Linked DNA regions of Mus musculus: regions 1, 2, 4 and 5 are each linked to region 3. Evidence: chromatin contacts called from public ChIA-PET, HiChIP or PLAC-seq and promoter capture Hi-C data. All regions are on one chromosome and are shown on one strand. The core of a region is the stretch at or near the end of the contact, and the rest is flanking DNA. Distances in the headings are between cores, read along the strand shown. Region 1 has its middle 140 kb from the start of Gm39865. Region 2 overlaps Gm46750 (a long non-coding RNA gene). Region 3 holds the start of Ube2e3 (ubiquitin-conjugating enzyme E2E 3). Region 4 has its middle 5.2 kb from the start of Gm35748. Region 5 has its middle 180 kb from the start of Gm39865.

The links. Promoter capture Hi-C pulls out the DNA fragments that hold promoters and counts their contacts. ChIA-PET counts read pairs in DNA pulled down with a chosen protein or histone mark. HiChIP or PLAC-seq counts read pairs in DNA pulled down with a chosen protein or histone mark.
Region 1: a contact with region 3 is called in a promoter capture Hi-C map of hippocampal neurons, with 3 times the contacts expected there. The contact joins the enhancer-like site here to the promoter of Ube2e3 in region 3. A contact is called at or near these places in 3 of 39 promoter capture datasets (the 3T3-L1 cell line, 3T3-L1-derived adipocytes and hippocampal neurons), 2 of 484 Hi-C or Micro-C datasets (cortical neurons and myocytes), 1 of 115 datasets of contacts at active chromatin or transcription factors (embryonic stem cells) and 1 of 9 other capture datasets (embryonic stem cells).
Region 2: a contact with region 3 is called in an HNF4G HiChIP or PLAC-seq map of pancreatic cancer cells. The contact joins the enhancer-like site here to the promoter of Ube2e3 in region 3. A contact is called at or near these places in 6 of 39 promoter capture datasets (the 3T3-L1 cell line, 3T3-L1-derived adipocytes, cranial neural crest and 2 more), 3 of 484 Hi-C or Micro-C datasets (the G1E-ER4 cell line, Sertoli cells and myocytes) and 9 of 115 datasets of contacts at active chromatin or transcription factors (bone marrow-derived macrophages, cardiomyocytes, craniofacial prominence and 6 more).
Region 4: a contact with region 3 is called in an RNA polymerase II ChIA-PET map of effector CD8 T cells, with 6 read pairs. The contact joins the enhancer-like site here to the promoter of Ube2e3 in region 3. A contact is called at or near these places in 2 of 39 promoter capture datasets (fetal liver and pre-B cells), 1 of 484 Hi-C or Micro-C datasets (Th1 cells), 2 of 115 datasets of contacts at active chromatin or transcription factors (effector CD8 T cells and memory CD8 T cells) and 1 of 9 other capture datasets (adipose tissue).
Region 5: a FOXA1 HiChIP or PLAC-seq map of pancreatic cancer cells shows a contact between it and region 3. The contact joins the enhancer-like site here to the promoter of Ube2e3 in region 3. A contact is called at or near these places in 3 of 39 promoter capture datasets (the 3T3-L1 cell line, 3T3-L1-derived adipocytes and macrophages), 2 of 484 Hi-C or Micro-C datasets (cortical neurons and embryonic fibroblasts), 9 of 115 datasets of contacts at active chromatin or transcription factors (bone marrow-derived macrophages, cardiomyocytes, craniofacial prominence and 6 more) and 1 of 9 other capture datasets (macrophages).

Annotation. Positions count from the first base shown.
Region 1 is chr2:78,606,673-78,609,372 of GRCm38.p6, reverse strand. No RefSeq gene overlaps it. Among named protein-coding and RNA genes, the nearest start is that of Gm39865, 140 kb to the left of the region's middle. Within about 2 kb of position 1,347, at least 2 of the 459 cell types and tissues checked have an H3K27ac peak or open chromatin away from gene starts, as enhancers often do. A contact at or near this core is called in hippocampal neurons, where this site is marked.
Region 2 is chr2:78,391,880-78,394,579 of GRCm38.p6, reverse strand. The region is part of intron 1 of Gm46750 (a long non-coding RNA gene); the gene reads right to left. Among named protein-coding and RNA genes, the nearest start is that of Gm46750, 5.4 kb to the right of the region's middle. Within about 2 kb of position 1,254, at least 5 of the 459 cell types and tissues checked have an H3K27ac peak or open chromatin away from gene starts, as enhancers often do. A contact at or near this core is called in pancreatic cancer cells, where this site is marked.
Region 3 is chr2:78,867,717-78,870,416 of GRCm38.p6, reverse strand. It overlaps Ube2e3 (ubiquitin-conjugating enzyme E2E 3), which reads right to left and starts at 1,370. Exons shown (of 6, transcript NM_009454.2): 1 at 1,012-1,370.
Region 4 is chr2:79,126,196-79,128,895 of GRCm38.p6, reverse strand. No RefSeq gene overlaps it. Among named protein-coding and RNA genes, the nearest start is that of Gm35748, 5.2 kb to the right of the region's middle. Within about 2 kb of position 1,310, at least 42 of the 459 cell types and tissues checked have an H3K27ac peak or open chromatin away from gene starts, as enhancers often do. A contact at or near this core is called in effector CD8 T cells and memory CD8 T cells, where this site is marked.
Region 5 is chr2:78,571,339-78,574,038 of GRCm38.p6, reverse strand. No RefSeq gene overlaps it. Among named protein-coding and RNA genes, the nearest start is that of Gm39865, 180 kb to the left of the region's middle. Within about 2 kb of position 1,253, at least 6 of the 459 cell types and tissues checked have an H3K27ac peak or open chromatin away from gene starts, as enhancers often do. A contact at or near this core is called in pancreatic cancer cells, where this site is marked.

The DNA of each region.
Region 1 (2,700 bases), core at 98-2,597, 260 kb after region 3:
CCTTTTCTTTCCCTGGCGGCTTTCTCCTAGGTTCCAATTTGGCTTCCTGTTCTTTTTGTTGGCTTTAGTCATTCTGCACATGCCCCTTGTACTCTTATACTATTTGGGGTCATTTCAGGTGGTAACAGGCATATATGCTTGAATGGACCAAATGAAGATTTGGGTATATAACACTTATTACGGCTTAGGGTGGTTTGACGCTAGGGTGGTTTGAACCTTTTCCTGAAGGTTCTTAGTCTTAATGACTCCTCTAATATGAGAACCTCTCCCTCAATTACCTATAGACCCAGAACTATTTGTGCATTTACCATTCTGGAATTAATTGTCTTGTATTTTTGTTGTTAGTGTTGGTGGTGTTTGTCTTTTGTTTTTCTGTTCTTTATTTGGGAAGGGGGGGATGTTTGTAACTTTTTCTATTTTGAGTTAAAGCATTTTTTTTTTTAACTTTGTACATAGCACCTGGTATATGCCAGGTGCTGTTTTGGTTGGGTAGGAAGAAAATACCAAGTTTAAAGAGGCATTCCTTGTAGTGTCTAGGAGGGAGGAAGGTATGCAAATCAGTATTTAAAATAGCTAAATGTAGTCTAGACTTGGTGCTCTGAGGAGAGGTGGGGTTGCATGGCAAATCAGACACAGCTTAGCAAGAGACCTTCTATTTCTGTTTAATCCTAACACAAGGGTTAGGAAAGGAATTTTAGGTGGAGGTTGAACCGAATGTGAGATATATGCTACCTGAATGGCAGCAGACTGAATCTTTCCTAAACTAAAGCTTTTCATCTTTATGAAAGAGACACATAAACACCAGAGTACATTCTGCTTCCATAAAAGTGGGAAGCCACAGGGATTCTCCTCTCCAGCCACCTTGACCCTGGATACATATACCAGCAAGACTTTCAGGGACTTGATCCTTACAGAGGAAATACACTCACATTGACTAAACTAAGAGGGTGTTTTTTTTTCAGTCAAATACAACAAATATTTCTTTTCCAACACATTGTAAAGATGAACACTAGAAAGTAAAATACATTTTAATGTCAAAATATTTTTGAAGACCTGTTAAGAACCAATTGATGTCCAACGTTTTCAATCTTGAGTAAAATTGGACTACATTTTAGTTGTCCTTGACAAAGGTAATTTTTATTGGAATTATAATAGGACAAGCAGGTGTAAGGGGGGAAGTTGAGGAACCCCATCTCTAAATGACTTTCCATGTAGGCACCCTTGCATTGTTTGTAAACACAGCTCTTCGCAGAAATGCTTGTTCAGACAGGAAACAAAGTGGGTGCACTCATTGTGGCCTAAATTAAGCTTTGTTCTCAGGTTGCTATAGCAACCTTATCGGTACCAAATGTCCTGCTCTAGAAAATAATTGGAAGCATTTTCCTCTTCTTTGGGTAGAAAAATCAAAGTAGTATTCATCCTTTCTTTTTTTCTTTTTTCTTTTCTTTTTGTATCGTCATTCTACACAAAACATATTAGTTTAAAAAAATCAGCAAACATCATGAATGAACACATGTATTTACATATGTAATTATGACAGCAACATCAGAAAAGTAAGACTGAAATCACCATGAATAATCCAGACATTATATGGCACAACAGGGAGTTAAATAAAATGCTTAAATAAAGACAGTTTTATCCTGTAGCAGGGATCAGAAGGCCATGAATTGTTTGTTGGGGCTCTGTACATGTTAGTTACAAGTTAGTGTTTAGTCACTTTCGTGACAAAATATCTGATGAAAACATTTAAGGGAAAAAGGCTTTATTTCAGCTCATGGTTTCAAGGGTGTTAGTTCAGGGCTGGCTTTCTCCATTGCTTTTAATCTTGTGGAAAGGCAGACAGATCACCCTGGAAGAGCACGGCCTGGGACAGCTGTAGTCCTCATGGCAACCAGGAACTAGGATGAGACCAAACAAAGAAACAGCAGCAAGGGATCCCCTTCAGTGACATGACCCCAGTGATTTACTTCCTTCAATCAGAGTCTACCTTCTAGACTGTCATCATTCAGTAAGAACATGAAGTTAAGACTCCACTCATAAGTCAGTCCACTGATTAAGTCAGAGACCTTAGGGGCCAGTCACATCAGCCAAACCCCACCTCTGAACAACTATAGAGAGCAAATCTTGAAAGCACACCACTTTCAGGGACATTTCACATGCAAAGGGCACATGAACTACCTACTTACTGTGTCACGAAGAAATGCTTGAGAGGAGTTGAGGAATAGCTGAGATGGTCATATTATTGACAGTATTGCAAATAGATTTAAGGACTATAGAACATTCGGCATAGCACAGAAAAGCCTGAAAGGAAACTGAGGAGGAGCAAGTGGCCAAAAGGGAGGTTTGTGGAGACCAGGCAATGCTCTACTTTAGGTCACACCATGGTGTGTAAAACAGCGACTTCAGAATCTGCTTGTCCTATAAAAACTCTAAAACAATGGTTGGCTCCATCTTGAGTGCTGAGTCAGACTGATTCTGTATCCAGATTTGTGCTGTAGAACAATTCCTATCTGTCCAACACAAAATATAATCCACAGGCAATTTACTCATGCAAGTAAAATTATACCTTAACCTGTGACATTAGCAAATTAAATCAAGAATACACAGGTACACAAGTGCAATCAATACCAGAAAAACCAGGCCCATAAACTCACAGAGGATACCAGGACCAGCAGTGGTGACAAACTGTCATCTGATTCA
Region 2 (2,700 bases), core at 5-2,504, 480 kb after region 3:
AAATAAATAAATAAATAAATAAATAAATAAATAAATAAATACAAGCAAGCATACAGTGGTATACATACCCATGCATATACTCATATTTGAAAATAAAAGATCCATTTATTCTGACCAAGACTGTTAGGAAATTATGAGAACAGTGAAGAGCGATGAGCTTGTATATTAGCTCAGGAGCAACAGAAGAGATCATGGATGCCATTTGTATGACTGATATATGAGCAGTAAAGACCGAATCGTTGAAGAAAAAAGTAGGACTTTTTTTTTTTTCTTCAGGAAAATAACAGTGATGTTATCACGTGAATCGACTAAATAGATAGCCCTTCACAGATGTAAGCCTAAAGTCACCTGGAAGACAGCTCCACTCAACAGACTACTCTGCTAATTCTCCCAAGATCCATTCCATTCTGTGAAAAGTAACTTGTAGCTTCTTTTACTTGGGACACATCCACTTGCGAATCGGAATGCTTATTATTTACACATCTTTTCTGATTCCACCAATTCAATTCTTTGGTGATTGACTCTTCCACAGGTGGAAAAGAGTTGTATTCTCTCCTGAGAGACCTAACTAAGGAGGCGGCAGCAGCAATACACTCTCAGCATTTATTGTGGATGGGGTTTGGAGAGACGGATGGCCCAGTGGTTAAGAGCACTTGCTGTTCTCCTAGAGGACCTATGTTCAATTATCAGCACCCATTGATAATGTTAACAACTTCCTGCAATTCCAGTTTCAAAGGCTCAGATGCCCTCTTCTAGCCTTAGAAGGCCATGGGTGCCTGTGGCACACAGACATATAAGCAGGCAGAACATCCAGCCACTAAGACAAAAGTTAATAAATCTTTTCTCTTGAAAAAAAGAATGGTTCTTGGGGCTGTTGAGATGGTTCACCATTAAAATCTCTTGCCACCAAGCCTGACAGCCCAGGTTTGATCTCCAGAACATGGTAGGAGAAAACTAACTTTTTCAAGATTACCTCTGACCTCCATCCATGTGACATGTGCTCTGGTGAGTATGACAGCATACATAATTAACTTAATGTAAACAAAACAAAACTAAGAAATTTTTAGAATCCTAGAGTTTAGACATGGCAATTAAATATTTTTGGTTTTCATGTAGATATTTGAAATTATACAGAGAATACTTAGCTTTATTTTTATAGTGAGGAAATTCCATAGGTTTTCTTAGGTTCTTAGATTGGTAGACAGCAAATAGCTTATGGCTTCTGCAGCTTACATCCTTTCTTGTGCAAATACTCTTTTACACGCCTCGCAGCCTCTAGGGAAACAGCTATAAAATGACTCATGAACATCTGGGCACAGGAGATCCCCGTCCCCCCACCCCCGCTCATCCACTCCTTATTCTGTTTAATTTTTCCACATTGTAAGAAGACAAACATAGAATGACAAACATAATCTACAAAAAAAGAAAGAGAAAAAACATTTAATTTAAAATATCAACATAAATAAACAAGACTTTTATAATGATATCCAGGAAATAATGATGCCTATAAGGATGAATTAGAATAAAATATTGAATTTAAAATATCAGAATAAATACAAATTCAACGATAGTCAGGATATATACATGATCTTATAAAAACTAGTTATATAATTTAAAAAAATTCTCATTAATATCTAGGCATGTTAATTTTTTCTAGAGACAAGACCTGCCTCAGTAAATACTATTTTAAAATTAATTTATATTCTTTCTCACATTAACTTTTAGTGTTTTTAAATAAAAGACATAGCATATTGCTTCCTACAGGGCAACTAACATTTCATTTTTTTCATAGCTCTGTCATCTGTGTGCTTATTAAATGTTAAAGTGGATAATCAGGTCAACTGATATCCCAGGGGTGAAAGGAGGTGGCAATGTACAGGGGCCTAGCTCTATGTCACAGAGTCAAGGCAAGATTAAAAAGTCAAAATGAGGCAGAGAAGCACAGAGATAGCTTAGCAATGAATGGCCCCACGTGACTTGTGCTTCACACATTTGCATTCTCCAAGGAAGCACATAGCAACCTAGGACCTCCCCTGCATCGAGCTGTATGTGCATCCCTCTCCAAAGGAAGCAATCAGGTCACTTCAACCTCTGACTACCTTGCAACCCTAAATAACTTCCCCTCTGTGACCATATACACCTTAGAATATATCCAGAAAAGAGGGGAGTAAGCCAAGCCAGACTGGACTGGTTTTAAGTGTATGTGCAATAAGGCAAACGGTAGCCTCAGAATAAACTTTCAAGGGAATATCCTATTTAAAGTCTTATTCCTGTGCATGACTGAGTGTGGACATGAAATAAAATCAAGTGCATTGTGGGAAAGTACATATACAGAAAAGAAAGGCTATCTATCTCAAGACTATCACCGAAACAGGAAAACACCCACGTCTCAGCCTTAGTTAGCAAACAAGTCCTACTTTTGGACCCATACAAAGAGGCAACACACAGTAAGTCAGTGCTCTTGAAAGTTCTAACTCAGGTAGCCTTTGAATGTTCTTTAGAGCATCTTGACTTTGCTTTTAAAAAAATACACACACACACACACACACACACACACACACACACACACACACACAGAGAGAGAGAGAGAGAGAGAGAGAGAGAGAGAGAGAGAGAGAGAGAGAGAGAACAAGCAAATGAAAACCTCTGCAGCTGCTTTGTAATTTATGTGCTTTTTCAATTCTTTGAACAAAACACCAA
Region 3 (2,700 bases), core at 121-2,620:
AAAAAAAAATAGCAGCATGCACTTCTCAATAAGCACCTTTGAGAGTATTTTATTGAAAAGGATTCGAAAGTCCCTGTACTTAGGGTGCAGCACGTTACAGGGAATCTGATACGTATCATAATTTATAATGCAGGCGTTGAGGGATTTACCAAAATGCAAGTTGGAAAACCCACTCACATTTTTTTCCCATCCCTTGGACAATCTATCAATTGTCTACTTTCTCAGAAGGCATGAAACAGATTTGCCAGGGAACTTGGGCAACGGGCATTAATAACATATGACAACTGTAAATAACAGATCTCGCCGAGAATGTTCAGAAGTCACTAATACCGTCTAAATATTTACAGGCTGACACCGGTCTGAGCGATCAAATCCTCCTTCCCAGAGGAAAAACATACCCCGTTAGTCGCCCATATGCTTATTTACGGTGACGGGGTCCTCCCGTGCGCACCGAAAGCCTTTGAACACAGCACTCGAATTTAAAAAAAAAAAAAAAATCAACTGGCAGCCGCCCCACAGCCGTCCCCACGGCCGGCGGCGAGGATTCACCGGGCCGAGCCCGAGCTGCCACCCGGGGAAGGGCAGGCTCCAAACTGCACCTTCTGCAAAGCTCCCGGTGCCATCGACGTTCCCCGCTCAATTCCTCCCTCACCGACCGACATTTTGTTATTTTAAAAAAAAAAAAAAAAATCCGCAAAGCGGCCAAAACCCCGAGGGCAAAACAAACAAACAAACAAAAGCCCTCCCCCACCCCCCACCCCCAGAAGTGCAACAAATTGGCGCGGCCCGCCCCGGGGCGAGCACTGGGCCACGCAGCTCCGCGGTCCTTTGTGGGGAGGGCCGCGCAGGGGACCGCGCCACTGCGCCCGCCCGCCGGGGGATGCGGGACCCGCCGCCCCGCGCCGCTGACTGACTAGCGCGGCGGACTGAGGAGCGCGGCGCCCGGCGCGAACAAAGCTGCCGCCCCCGCCCCCGCCGCCCCCCACGCGGGCCCCGGCCCCGCCGCCTTACCTCGGCCGCCCGCCCGGCCCGCTCGTGCGCCGCTACGCTGTGGGGGAGGGAGAGCGCCGAGGAACCTTCCTTGAGGAAATGGAGGCAGCCTGGGGGGGGCACCGGGGGGGCGGGAAAAGAAGCCGCCGCCGAGGCTCCGGCCCGGGAGTGTGGAACATCGAAAGTCGCAGGCGGCCGTGCAGTGCCGCGCTGCGGCCGGAGGGTGGCGCCGCCCCGCGCTCCGGGAGCCACGGTGGGGTGGGCGCTCTGCCGGCCGAAGGCGAAGGCGCAGGGACGCGGGAGCCCCCCGCGCGCTCAGCCTCCCGCCGCTGCGCTCGGCTCGGCTCGGCTCGGCTCCTCCCGGTCGCGCAGTCAGCAAGTTCCGAGCGAGCGGGCGGGCGGGGGAGGGGCGGGCGCGGCGGCGCGCGTGCTCGCTGCTTGCCTGGCGGAGGGGGCGCGAGCGGCTCCCGCGCGCCCCCGCGCGAGCGCGCTCCCGCTGCGCCTTCTTTTTTTTTTTTTTTCCGCCGGGTGGGGGGTGGCGGGCGGGGGGTGGCGGAGGTTGGGGAGCTGGGGGGCGGGGGGGCAGATGCGCACGCGTCCGCCCGCGCGCGGCCGGGACAAAGAGCGCGGCGGGGACCGGCGGGCTGGCCCCTGCGCCCTTGGCCGCCGAGCTCGTACTGGAAGAGGAGGACGAGGAGGCGGGGGCGGGGGCGCGGTCTCGCGGGGCCGCGGGTGGCTTCCGGCCTGAGCCCGCCTCCGGGCCGACGCTGCCCAGTGGACTACCCGCCCCTGAGGTTAGGGGCCGGCGGTTACCCCGGGAATCCCGTACCTGAGCGAGAACCCTGGCGCGTGACTGGGGCTTCCCCGGTGCCCCGAGAGGCAGGCGATGAATGGTGTTATTGAGGAGGCCAGGCACGCAGGCAAAGGAAAGCTGCTTCTGGCCCCTCTGAGCTGAAGGAAGTAGCAAGGTAGAGTCCTGGGCTTCTGAGCGAGGTGAATAGGATTTTGAGACCAGGGGACCTACCTCGGCTAATCTCTGGCTCCCGTCCTGCAATGGCGCTGCCAAAAGGGGACTGCCCTCTGGACGCTTTGGAAACTTACAAAATCCCAAACTGTGTTTTAAATGTCCCGCTCAAGATGTAAAAAGTGGAGTGAGGAAGTTTAGGGGCAATAACCCGATGTGTCTGGCGGCGGGCTCTGCTTTGCGAGAGAGAGAGAGAGAGAGAGAGAGAGAGAGAGAGAGAGAGAGAGAGAGAGAGAGAGAGAGAGAGAGAGAGAGAGACCACTTCTGGATAGAGAAGCCATGGAGGGACTGACTCTATATGACACTGTCCTCATTAAAAGTTTTAGATAGGAATCAGGAAGGTTGCTGGTTTACTCCTGCCTTGCTTTTTGCGGAATCTTCCAAGTGGAGTCCAGTTTTGCCCCAAGCACAAAATAGACAGAAGTCCAGAAACTTCCTGTTTGCCGCTCCTGAGACCATGTTCCAGTGATGGAACCTCGAAGGAATTTGTGCATTCCTCTCTCAAGAGTGTTCAGGGCCAGGGGTCCTGGGAGGAGGAGTTCACAGAAGAAACTAGAATGGCGGAGCCATAAGACATGAGCCAATGCTCAAGAGAAAGGAAAATGAAAAGAAGTGAGCCAACATACTATTTTTCCTCCAAATAGAAGAGCTTTGGTAAAAAAAAGAAAAAAAAAATACTCGAAACT
Region 4 (2,700 bases), core at 61-2,560, 260 kb before region 3:
GGGGGCCCTGTGTTCCATCTTATGGATGACTGTGAGCATCCACTTCTGTATTTGCCAAGCAGTGGCATAGCCTCATATAAGACAGTTATACCAGGGTCCCTTCAGCAAAATCTTGCTGGCATATGCAATAGTGTCTGGGTTTGGTGGCTGATTATGGGATGGATCCCCAGGTGGTGTAGTCTCCAGATAGTCCATCCTTTCGTCTTAGCTCCAAACTTTGTCTCTGTAACTCCTTTCATGGGTATTTTGTTCCCTGTTCTAAGGAGGAATGAAGTTTCCACCCATTGGTCTCCCCTCTTCTTGATTTTCTTGTGTTTTGCAAATTGTATCTTGGGTGTTCTATGTTTCTGGGCTAATATCCACTTATCAATGAGTGCATATCTAATGACTTCTTTTGTGATTGGGTTACCTTACTTAGACAGAACAAATTTTGGGTCAAAAGTTTTGTGGGTGGGTTGGTGTCCTTATTTCTCTACTGGGGGTCTTGCCTGGCTACAGGAGATGACCTCTTCAGGTTCTATATCCCCACTGTTAGGCTTCTTAGCTGAGGTCACCCAAATTGACTCCTGGTAGGCTCCCCTATCCCAGGTCTCTGGGACTTCCCAGAGATCCCCCCTCCAACCTCCCCACCTCTTTCACCCCCAGCAAGTGTAGATTTCCATTCATTCTCCTGGGCCTCTTTCCTGTCTCTTCCCACACCTGACCCTGCCTCCCTATTCTCCTCCCGCTCCCCTCTCCCACCCTGTTCCCTCCTTTCCTCTGTCTCTTATTCTGTTTCCCCTTCTAAGTGTGATTCAAGTACCCTTGCTTGGGCCTTCCTTCTTATCTAACTTCTTTGGGTCTGTAGGGTATATCATGGGCATTCTATACTTATCAGTGAGTACATACCATGCCTGTTCTTTTGAATCTGGGTTACCTCATCCAGGATAATATCTTCTAGTCCTATCCATTTAACTGCAAAATTTATGATGTCCTTGTTTTTAATGGCTGAATCATATTCTAATGTGTAAATGAACCACATTTTCTTTATCCATTCTTCAGTTGAGGGACATCTAGATTGTTCCCAGCTTCTGGCTATTATGGATAAATTTGCTATGAACATAATGGAGCATGTGTCCTCGTGGTATGGTGGAGCATATTTTGGGTCTACGGCCAGGAACAGTATAGCTGAGTCTCTTCTTTGAGACACTGATGCCCCAGACAAGAATTGCACCTTAATGGCTTGAAACCAACTTCTCCTTCCTTGCCTTACATTTGCGGTGTTCAAAGAGGACACAAGCAAAGGTTTCAGTTACAGAGTAAACAGGCTAAAAATGTACATCCTGTGAAAGACTCAGAGAATGAGACTCCACAGGAGTCGGAAGACTCAGAAAGGGGAGAGGACTCACAAACATTTTACAAACACCTTTGTTCCTCTGGATGTCTCCTTCCGCCCCTTAGATCCTTTCTGTCACATCCTGTTCCCCTCCTTTCAATAACCCATTCCCCTTTATTTCTATGGCTTTTGACTCATTTCTGCATCTCCTTTATTGTGGACAATTCTTCAATGTATTTAAAATGAAGATATTTACAGAACAGTAAATGAAAATGATACAGTTCTTTTCTTTTTTTCCCAGTTTGTCCTCATCCGGCGTCTGATGCTTCTTATGAGCCTTGACCTCCCTTGCTGGGTGGAGGAGTCTCTCTCGGCTCCTGCACACATGAATCATGCAGTCACTTCCAGAATAAAGTCTACTTCCTTTTAAAGACCACCTAACATATAATTAGCTATGTGTTTATTCCTCAGAGCAAGGCTAATACCACATTCACATTTTAATACAGGAAGTATTTACTTGGTATATAATGTGTGGCTTGTATTTTCTACAGTAAGGTTGCCTAGAATTTATTATTAATACTGTGCATTGGTCACTACAATATGATTAGTGAGTAGTTTTGTGACATTACTTTAATAACCTCTTTGCAAGATCACCTATTTATATTTTATCTGGTGAAATAATAAACTTTCAATACTGGAATGTAAATTTGGCACAGCCTTGTTCACAGCTGTTAAGAGAATACAAAATGAAAACCCCATAGCTGGTCATGTTCATATCATAAATGGATTAATACTGACTTTTGCTGATACATCCTCAACTGAACGTAAACCTTGAAATGAGGAAACGTGAGACTTTACTTTCTTTAGTTTTGTCAACTGTTTGAGGTCAAGCTCCTGAAGATAAGAAAGCACACCACACTGCAGAGATATAGATGTATATATATATACTCTACAACAGTTTCAAACTGTCACTATAGCTTCCCAGACCGCAAGATAGCTCCACTAGTAGGGAGAGAGACTCAAGTATTTTAAGCAATTCTCTCACACAATAGTTTTTTGGTTGTTGACAGTTAAGCTGTGGACTGAGGGTCAAGGGTACTGAGAGTGGTGAGTGGCAACCTTTTATGCCTCTCACTTGTTGGACTCCCTGTCTTTCTTCTCAGCTATTCAGGGGCTCTGAGGTGAAACTACAGTACTGTAAGCATCGAATCTGCAAAGTCTAGTGACACCCCCGCCCCCTAGGCACGGGCACAGAGAACAGAGGCTCCTACTTCACACTAGGACCCTAATCAGCATTTTAATTGTGTAGCAGGCAGGTATTTAATTAAGATACTGGTGCTTCCTAGTTTAAACTCCTCTAACTCCCTCAGGATGATCATCATGAT
Region 5 (2,700 bases), core at 4-2,503, 300 kb after region 3:
GCTCACTTTGGCTCTTATGAAGGAAGAAGGAGAGTCCTTTGAGTCCCATCTTGCCTGGAGCTACTCACCACAGTTCAATTCCAGACCAAACACAGGGCAGTTTCCGTTCTGTTCCATGATTCCTGGAGGGAGTTAGACCTTATGCATTTTCTTCCCGTATCAATCCCGACTTTGCGACTCTAAGCAGTGGAAGTGTTACTAGCTTCAGCTGCGTGTTTAAAAACAATAAAGGCAAGTTTCTTCTCAATGTTGGCCTGGATGTTTTTGAATTGCCTCTGGAGCATAGGCCAGTAAGATTATCTGTGGACATTCCTAGGCCTGTGTCATGCTCTGTAGCCATTTAGTAAGTCTAAGTTCAGAAGACTGAGGCTTCACACATGGCTCCTGCCTGTGTAGCCGTTTCTTTAAAACTGAACCATCTCCTTCTGGAGGAAGAAGACTTCTTCTTTATTTTTTTTCCTCTTTTTTTTTTTAAATTAGGTATTTTCTTCATTTACATTTCCAATGCTATCCCAAAAGTCCCCCATACCCTCCCCCTGCACTCCCCTACCCACCCACTCCCACTTCTTGGCCCTGGCTTTCCCCTGTACTGGGGCATATAAAGTTTGCAAGATCAAGGGGCCTCTCTTTCCACTGATGGCTGACTAGGCCATCTTTTGATACATATGCAGCTAGAGACACAAGCTCCGGGGGGGGGGGGGGGTACTGGTTAGTTCATAATGTTGTTCCACCTATAGGGTTGCAGATCCCTTTAGCTCCTTGGGTACTTTCTCTAGCTCCTCCATTGGGAGCCCTGTGATCCATCCAATAGCTGACTGTGAGCATCCACTTCTGTGTTTGCTAGGCCCCGGCATAGCCTCACAAGAGACAGCTATATCAGGGTCCTTTCAGCAAAATCTTGCTAGTGTATGCAATGGTGTCAGCATTTGGAGGCTGATTATGGGATGGATCCCCGGGTATGGCAGTTTCTAGATGGTCTATCCTTTCGTCTCAGCTCCAAACTTTGTCTCTGTAACTCCTTCCATGGGTCTTTTGTTCCCATTCTAAGGGGCAAAGTGTCCACACTTTGGTCTTCAGGGACTTCTAAGACCCAGGAAGCTCCCTGCTTACAGGATTCCCAAAGCCCCTCCCAGAGCTTAGATGCCTGGTAATCTCTCTGAAAAGAATTTCTGTCTACAAGTCACAGGCCCAGCTGCAGGGAAGTCGTTTTCTCTCATCACGCCTATGTTGGGGTGGGATTTTGGTGATTCAGTGTCTTTGAATTGTGGATGTGGTCTGTAAAGAAACACTCACCTACGCTCCTGTGAGTAACTGATTCACCAAGTTATAATGAGGCAGAAATGTTCTGCCATTGGTATCTGGGATGAACAAATATTTGTTCATGGCTCCCTAGGAACCATGTGGAGTTCAATTTGTTCAAGGCTCACACAGTTCTCTCATTTATTAAAACTCTAGATCAGTAAAAAAATGAGGCTTTAACTCCAGCTAAGTGCCATCCAGGTTTTCTTTAGTCTGATCTAAGGATAGACAGATGAAATGGTAAAATTTGCTTGCAAAAATGTCTGATGTTGTATTTTGGATTTTATTTTTCTTATATAAACATCTTTTTTTGTACTCTTGGTACTCAATATTGACAAGGCTCCAAGGAATTTTCAGTAGTTGTTTCTGCTGCTGCTGCTGCTTCTGCTGCTGCTGCTGCTGCTTCTTCTTCTTCTTCTTCTTCTTCTTCTTCTTCTTCTTCTTCTTCTTCTTCTTCTTCTTCTTCTTCCTCTTCTATTGGATATTTTCTTTGTTTACGTTTCAAATGTTATCCCCTTCTTATGCATCCTCAGTAGAAATCTGAAATCAAACTATAGGTGGCTCAGTGGTTAAAAACACCTACTACTCTTATGGAAGGCAAGAGTTCCCAGTACCCACATTGGATGGCTCACAACTGCCTCTAACTCCAGCTGCAAAAGATCCAGTGTCCCTTTCTCATCTCTGTGGGCACCTGCTCATCCATGCACATCCACACATAGACAGATACACAAAATATATGTAAGGAAAAAGTTGGAAAATAAAATAAAAATGTAGCATCACTACTAGGACTAAAACCACATCAGTCCCACTGTCAAGTTGTTTTGGGGGTACAGTGGTTGTTATCCATGGATTATAAACATACCTGGGTGAGGTTTTGCTTAGCCTTGCTATTTATTGTTATTTAAGAACTCAAAGTTGGCTATTTTATGTGGTACATTATAGACTTTTTGGTAAGATGAAAATGAACTGCCTGGTAGAGGGAGAACACAGCCCACAGAATCAACTAAGCAGGGTTTTCATACGGGTTCAGAGACTGAAGTGACCGCCAGGGAGTCTGCATGGGTCTCTGCAATGTCCTCTGCACAGATGTCATGGTTGTGAAGCTTGGTGTTCTTGTGGGACTCCTAACAATGGGAGTAGGGGTGTGTCTGACTCTCTTACCTGTGCTTAGGACTCTTTTTCTCCTGCTGGGATGACCAGTCCAGCCTTGGTAAGAGGGTTTGTGCCTAGTCTTAGTGTATCATGTTATGCCATGTTTTGTTGAAATCACAGGGATGCCTGCTCTTTTCTGAAGGGAAACAGAGGAGCGGCTCTGGTGGAGAAGGGAGAATGTGGTGGTGATAGACTGGGAGGAGTTGGGGGACGCAGCTGGGATGTATTGTATGGGAGAAGAAATAAATA